Linked DNA regions of Hordeum vulgare: region 2 is linked to region 1. The links are chromatin contacts, called in public Hi-C maps. All regions are on one chromosome and are shown on one strand. Each heading gives the region's core, a stretch centred on a gene start, on an enhancer-like site or on the middle of the called end of the contact. The rest is flanking DNA. Distances are from core to core; before and after follow the strand shown.

Region 1 (3,287 bases), core at 419-2,918:
AAGATTATGCCATGAAGCATAGAAGAAAATCAGCCTATTGCATTTGAAAAAAGATAGCCAGGTGAGTGAGGCAAACATACTACTCCCTTCGATCCATATTAATTGTCGCTAATTTACAGTTTAATGTGTACTAAATCAGCGATTATTAATATGGATCGGAGAGAGTAGTGATAAGATGATGTAGCTGTACTAATAGAACATGTTTGTAAACTGAAATATATGACGTTGCAAATACCACTTATGGAGTAAAGTGCCGTCATACGAACATTTGCAGTGCTAAACTTGATTTACTGACAATCTAAACATATAGCTTCTCTAAAGAAGATAATCCAATCACAACAGACTCAAGCCAAGATGGTTAAAATTCTAATTCTGCAGATTTTATAGAAAGGTACATATACAGAAGCAATGCAACAAGAGTACAGTTCTGAAGAAACTCGCGGCACAAAATTTGATTTAATATTCATTCAGGTGTAAAACCTTGCCAATAATTGAGCACCACAACCTGTCAACAATTTATATAATCTAGTTTCACTGTTTTGAAGTTAGGAGTCAAATAGAGAAGTTTTTACTGCGAGAATGCGTGTCATGACTCATTTTGTTGGGTCTCCTCGAAATAGGCTTTTGTGCAGTCTTATGTATAAAGGCGAACCGGCCGAACCGATACAAAGAGGTGATGATTTTTGTTGGGCAAAACAGTGAGTTTCTACTGCTGGTCACTGACAACTGTGGGGAATCAAAGAGTACAAGGCAAATTGAAATGGCTCCAGATCAAACTATTCGAGTACAAAGTCCTTTGACAGTGTGACTGCACACCTGATGTGACCCGGCCTATCGATAAAAGCTACTCCCTCTGTAAAGAAATACAAGAGCGTATAGATCACTACTTTAATGATCTACCACGTCTCCTGAAATGGATAGACCGAGCACCAATGTGTACAAACATTCAACACTTGAAACCACAAAACACATTCAAAAGTTCACTACCAACTACCCTGACGCACAAAACACACAGCTACATTCAAATGAAGGCTGGGCTAATCGACATGATTAAGGAGGATGCGCGTCTTCGGGACTACAAAGCGTTTGTTCATGAATCATGAACCTCAAAGAGTCTGCTCTGATCGCCCGGAGTAACCAGTGAGGAACCTTGTGAGGCCCAAGGTCGAACACTTAACGTGCTGCTACATAAGGTGTCCTACTGAGCTTAAAGATAAGACCCCGAGTCTGCCGAGACGGGGCACAAATCGAGAAGAAAACAGCGGGCATACAATCGCCCCTGAATCTCCGAAGCAACTTGAATCAATCAAATAACTGCACCGCACAGTGGGCAGTCGGGGACGATTCAAGATCCACAGTAACACGGCGGTCTCGTCTGCCAGGCCCACAGGGCCACGTAGAGCAGCCGGTCAGCCGGAGATCGACAGCAAATCGAGAGCGGAACGGCCGTACGAGACAGCGAATTGAAGGAGGGGATCGTGCGTGGAGCAGAAGGCAAGCACCATACCTACAGAGATCGACGAGGATGGGCTGCTATCAGAGATGTCGGGAAGATGAAATCACCAAGGGGGAGAGACTGATTGATTGCCGGCTGCTGGCTGCTGGCTGGGAACGGAAGGATAGTGGGTTAGTGGATGATCGAGTGAGTGAGTCTGCTGATGTCTCAAGCGAGGTAAGGACAAGGAGAGGATGATGCTGGCCGGCCCTACAGGCCTACACTGGTGAAAACGAAAATTACATGCTGGCCGGCCCTACAGGCCTTTGGGTTCACATTAAGCTCATGATGATGTTCTATCGAGTGGACCCAGAGTTACCTCTTCGTCACACAGAGACTTTCACAGGTACCCGTAGTGATAGTCACCCAGTTACGTTGTGATGTTTGATACACCCAAAGCACTCCTACAGTATCCGGGAGTTGCACAATCTCACGGTCGAAGGAAAAAACACTTGACATTAGAAAAGCTTTAGCATACGAACAATACGATCTAGTGCTATGCTTAGGATTGGGTTTTGTCCATCACATCATTCTCCCAATGATGTAATCCTGTTATCAATAACATCTAATGTCCATGATCAGGAAACCATGATCATCTATTGATTAACGAGCTAGCCAACTAGAGGCTTGCTAGGGACACATTGTGATCTACTTATTCACACATGTATTACTGTTTTCCGTTAATACAATTATAGCATGAACAATAGACAATTATCATGAATAAGGAAATATGATAATAACCATTTTATTATTGCCTCTAGGGCATATTTCCAACAAGAGTATACTTTATTTTTTTGTTTAAGTCTCACACAATCATCACGGGAGCCGTGGTTAGTCTCTTCTTCAGTTCTTGGAAACTATTCTCACATGCCTCACTCCATTCAAACTTCTTTTTCTTTTTGAGTAGCTGGGTCATGGGCTTGGCAATAGTGGAATTTTTTCAGTAAATCTCCGGTAGCATCCCGCCATTTCGAGGAAACTTCGGATGTCTGTCACGTTGGCTGGTTGCGGCCATTCACTTACAGCCTTGACCTTCTCAGGATCCATAGCTATGCCTTCTTGGGTCATTACATGTCCCAAAAATCCAACTTGCTTCAGCCAAAACTCACATTTGCTGAACTTGGCATACAATTGATGTTTACGCAGTTCTTCCAACACAATCCTTAGGTGTCCGGCATGTTCTTCGGGCTTCTTGGAGTAGACAAGTATGTCGTCGATGAAGACTACGACAAACTTATCCATGTACTTCATGAATACCTTATTCATTAAATGCATGAAGTAAGCTGGTGGGTTTGTTAGTCCGAAAGGCATCATCGTGAACTCATACAATCCATATCATGACGTAAATGATGTCTTTGGAATGTCTTCTGAACGTATCTTAAGCTGATGATACCCTGATCGCAAATCGATCTTCGAAAATACCTTTGCTTGTGCTAACTGATCAAACAAATTATCTATCCTGCGTAGTGGATATTTGTTCTTGATGGTGGCCATGTTGAGGGCTCGATAATCGATGCAAAGTCTTAGCATCCCATCTCTCTTTTTGGCAAATAGTACTGACGATCCCCAAGGTGAAGAGCTTGGTCTCATGTATCCTTTGTCCAACAGTTCTTTAATTTGCTTCTTGAGTTCTGCTAACTCAGTAGGTGCCATGCGGTACGACTGTTTGTATATTGGGGTGGTACCAGGTGCAAGTTCAATGACAAACTCTATTTCTCGGTCTGGCGGCATGCCTGGTAGTTCGTCAGGAAATACATTCGGAAATTCACATACCGCTGGTACGTCTTTCAAC
Region 2 (3,287 bases), core at 254-2,753, 290 kb after region 1:
ATGTTCCTGGTTGTACTGTGCCTAGGAAAAAAATTGTATTGCACCCGATGCACCTCGCGTAGCCCAACACTACCTACACACATAACCGTGGCTCCTTGACACCGTCGTAAGACGCCATCGGGGCAATGGCGATATTGGTATCGCCTGAGCAGTGTTTACCCGACAACTTAACACACTGAACAGAGGGAATAGGGAACATGTGCACCAACGATGGCTTCTCACCTTGCCATCGTTGCCAGGGAACATGCAGAGGGAAGGGGGCGACATGTGCTCAAACGTAGGAAAAGGAAACTACTTTGAGCCTGTTCGAGACTGCTCTGCTTCAGAAAATTCAGCTCCGCTCTAGAAAACGTAAGCCAAACGGGGTAGCTCCACGATATACCGCTCCGCAAAAAAACTAAAATCTGGGGTCCAACTCCTTGTTTTTTATGAAGCTCCCTAGGAGGTGCTCCATAGAATTATAGAAGCTGGAGTTGAAAGAAAATTACCCACCACTGCCACCAGTAAGTGGATACCCCTTCGTTTCTTACCTCTCATCCAATCAAATAGATCCTTTTCATCAAATTTTCCATCCGTGAAGCTGGAGCTAAATGAGAGCCAAACATTCTCTTAAAATGGTTGCAACTCCTATATGAAACTGCTCCAAAGTGGATTTGATGAAGCGGAGCTGATTTTGATGGAGTGAAGCAGTCCCAAACAGGCCCTTTGTATCACACGTTTAGGAAAGAGAGGAGAGTTTTCTTCAACAAGTGTCGTCTTTTTAGGGCAGATACAATGATGTCTAGTTAGCTGTGTGTACGAGTTGCCACATAGAAACTTTAGTGAAGTAGAGGGAAGAGAAAGAGAAGAAAGAAAGAGTTTGTCTGTAGATCTACCGACATAAATAGGATTTTTTTCAAACAATAATTTGTTGTTGTACATCTGTAATTTCTCCTCGCAATTAGTTTGGCCAAAAATATACTATTTACAGATAAATCATTATATGGGTTGTCTATATTACTGTCTATGAATAAATTGGCTAAAAAAATTGTCTATGAATACCGTTATACAATAATACATGCCCTTACTTCTACTACCTTTGTTTGTAAATATAATTCTTTTCGAAGATTCTACTACAAACTACATACATGGACATATAGTTTAGGATGGCTATACATGGGCATATAGTGTGTATAGATTCGCTGGATGATACCACATAGCACTGTCACGTAGTGCCCTTCTGAGAAGTAAAGTCGTATGTAGCTGAACTCTCATTTCCTTTAACTCCTTTCTGTAGAAGCGGCCGCCTCTCAAATTTGAGCAGTCCAACCCAAGTCTTGACAAATATTCCCTCAATGTTTTCTCTACTCGAATGCAGAAGTCAAAAGTGGGCTGAATGCAGTTACAGAAGATAATACGATTGGTGTGCATGGACGGCGGCAGGATGCCATGCCATGATGACATGATCTATCTACAGAGTCCGAGTCATGCCTCTACATGCGCTAGGTCGGGGCTTACACTAGTTGCTAGTACGTGGAGCATGGGAGAGGAGGCCTACACTCACTACTAGTTGAAAAAAACTAGACTAATTTTTTTTAATTACAATTATTTAGGTACTAGAAAAATACTAGGGTGGTGTAAACTTGTAACGCATGCACATGGATCCTATCCAAGAATTTGATTGCATTTACTTGCCCAGGCAAATTACATGGATCTGTCAACGAAAAACATAACATTACGCTTCTTATCTACATGTTCTCCAACCCGTCAAAAAAAATCTATACGTTCTTTTTTTTTTGAGGGGAAAATCTACAGGTTCTACGTATCACTCTTCATACCCTTCTTATTTGTTCCGTAAACTGATTGTCCATACACTCTCCGTTCAGATATACGATATACTTCCTCCGTTTTTAAATATAAGTTTTTTAAAGGTTTCACTAGAAAGCTATATTTATATATATATATATATATATAGTATTTTAAAATGTATATTCATTTATTTTGCTGCGTATGTAGTTTTTTAGTTAAATCTTTAAAAAGACTTGTATTTAGGAATGAAGAGAGTACAAGGTGTGTTTTGCTTATCCATCTTTAAGCTTTGTCCAATTTAATATTGCGACATGTGGTTTTCTGTGACACAAAAATTGTACTCCCTCTATAAAACATCTTATACTTGTTTACAAAGGGAGGATTATTGAATTTTATATTTAGAAGCATTTCCTTTATGGTTGTGATATGTAACTATTAACAAAATATTGCACAAGAAATTTGACGATCGGAGACTGAACCTGGGGCGGTCAATACATGCCTTATAATTCTGAACCGAGAATCCCATCACAATTTTGATGGAGATGTGGTCATTTTGGAAGAGCACGGACTGGACACAAGGACTTTGATTATGTCAATTCTGTTTGCAAGTTCTTGGTCGAGAACCATGGAAGAAGAGCAGAGCAATTCACCCTAATAATGTTGGTAGCCTTTCGTAACCTTTCTGATTCAGAAAGTCATTCTGCCTGCTCATAATTCCGGAAAAGGAATATATCCATGGGAAGTTCGCATGTCGGCAGAGAATGCAACTCGTTTGCATGTTTCAAATCGAAGAATTCCGACACGGATTTGGCCCCAAAAACAGTCCAAATCAACTAATACACAAGATACGCTTCAGAAAATAAGAAAACTTTACACCTACGGGGTAAAAGTGTACGTTCAAAGGGCAAAGAAGTAAAGCCAATTATGCATCACATGTCACCTGTACAAGAAATGCTCCAGCAATATGTATATGAAAGAAAATTGCATGATCTACTGAACAATACACAGCCTTGAAATGGATTTGTGATATATATGTGTGAACGGCGAAACAAATGGAGTGGGAGATACAAGCATATCACAAAAATAATAAAAATAATACAGTGTCTCTGGGCAAAGTGGAAAAATTGCAAAAAATCTAGAAGTCCAACTCTACACAAGAGATGAAAAAAAAGATAAAGAAAAAGAATTAGCAAACAACAACAGTGGAAACGCTTAACTGGCAGCTTATAAGAATTATCATAGATACAGGATATGTATTTATATATGAAAAGCTAGCAGTGCCGCGTACCATCCATGAAAATTTGATATCTTTACCTAGTTCCAGAAGAAATTTTATACAATCCAGCTCTGGTGCTTGAGGGTCACCTCAGCCTAGCATCGCCTCCTTTGCTCCGGAATGTCGACAGGGAGAAGAACGAACGTGGTGCTGGAATTTTGGCGTAAAGATAGTTTTAGACTTTTGGTGAAGATTACAAATGACAGAACAAATAACACTAATT

Evidence for each region. A called contact is a pair of places that touch in the nucleus more often than the background predicts.
Region 2: a contact with region 1 is called in a Hi-C map of seedling, with 3 times the contacts expected there. The contact joins the enhancer-like site here to the promoter of LOC123425301 in region 1. A contact is called at or near these places in 1 of 6 Hi-C or Micro-C datasets (seedling) and 1 of 1 datasets of contacts at active chromatin or transcription factors (embryo).

What each region holds. Positions count from the first base shown.
Region 1 is chr2H:97,905,896-97,909,182 of MorexV3_pseudomolecules_assembly, forward strand. LOC123425301 (peroxisomal (S)-2-hydroxy-acid oxidase GLO4-like) reads right to left here and starts at 1,669. Exons shown (of 11, transcript XM_045108984.1): 1 at 1,508-1,669.
Region 2 is chr2H:98,201,053-98,204,339 of MorexV3_pseudomolecules_assembly, forward strand. It overlaps LOC123425305 (COP1-interacting protein 7), which reads right to left. Exons shown (of 10, transcript XM_045108988.1): 10 at 2,796-3,214. The coding sequence ends at 3,150. Among protein-coding and RNA genes, the nearest start is that of LOC123425305, 9.9 kb to the right of the region's middle. Within about 2 kb of position 1,504, at least 1 of the 3 cell types and tissues checked has open chromatin away from gene starts, as enhancers often do. A contact at or near this core is called in seedling, where this site is marked.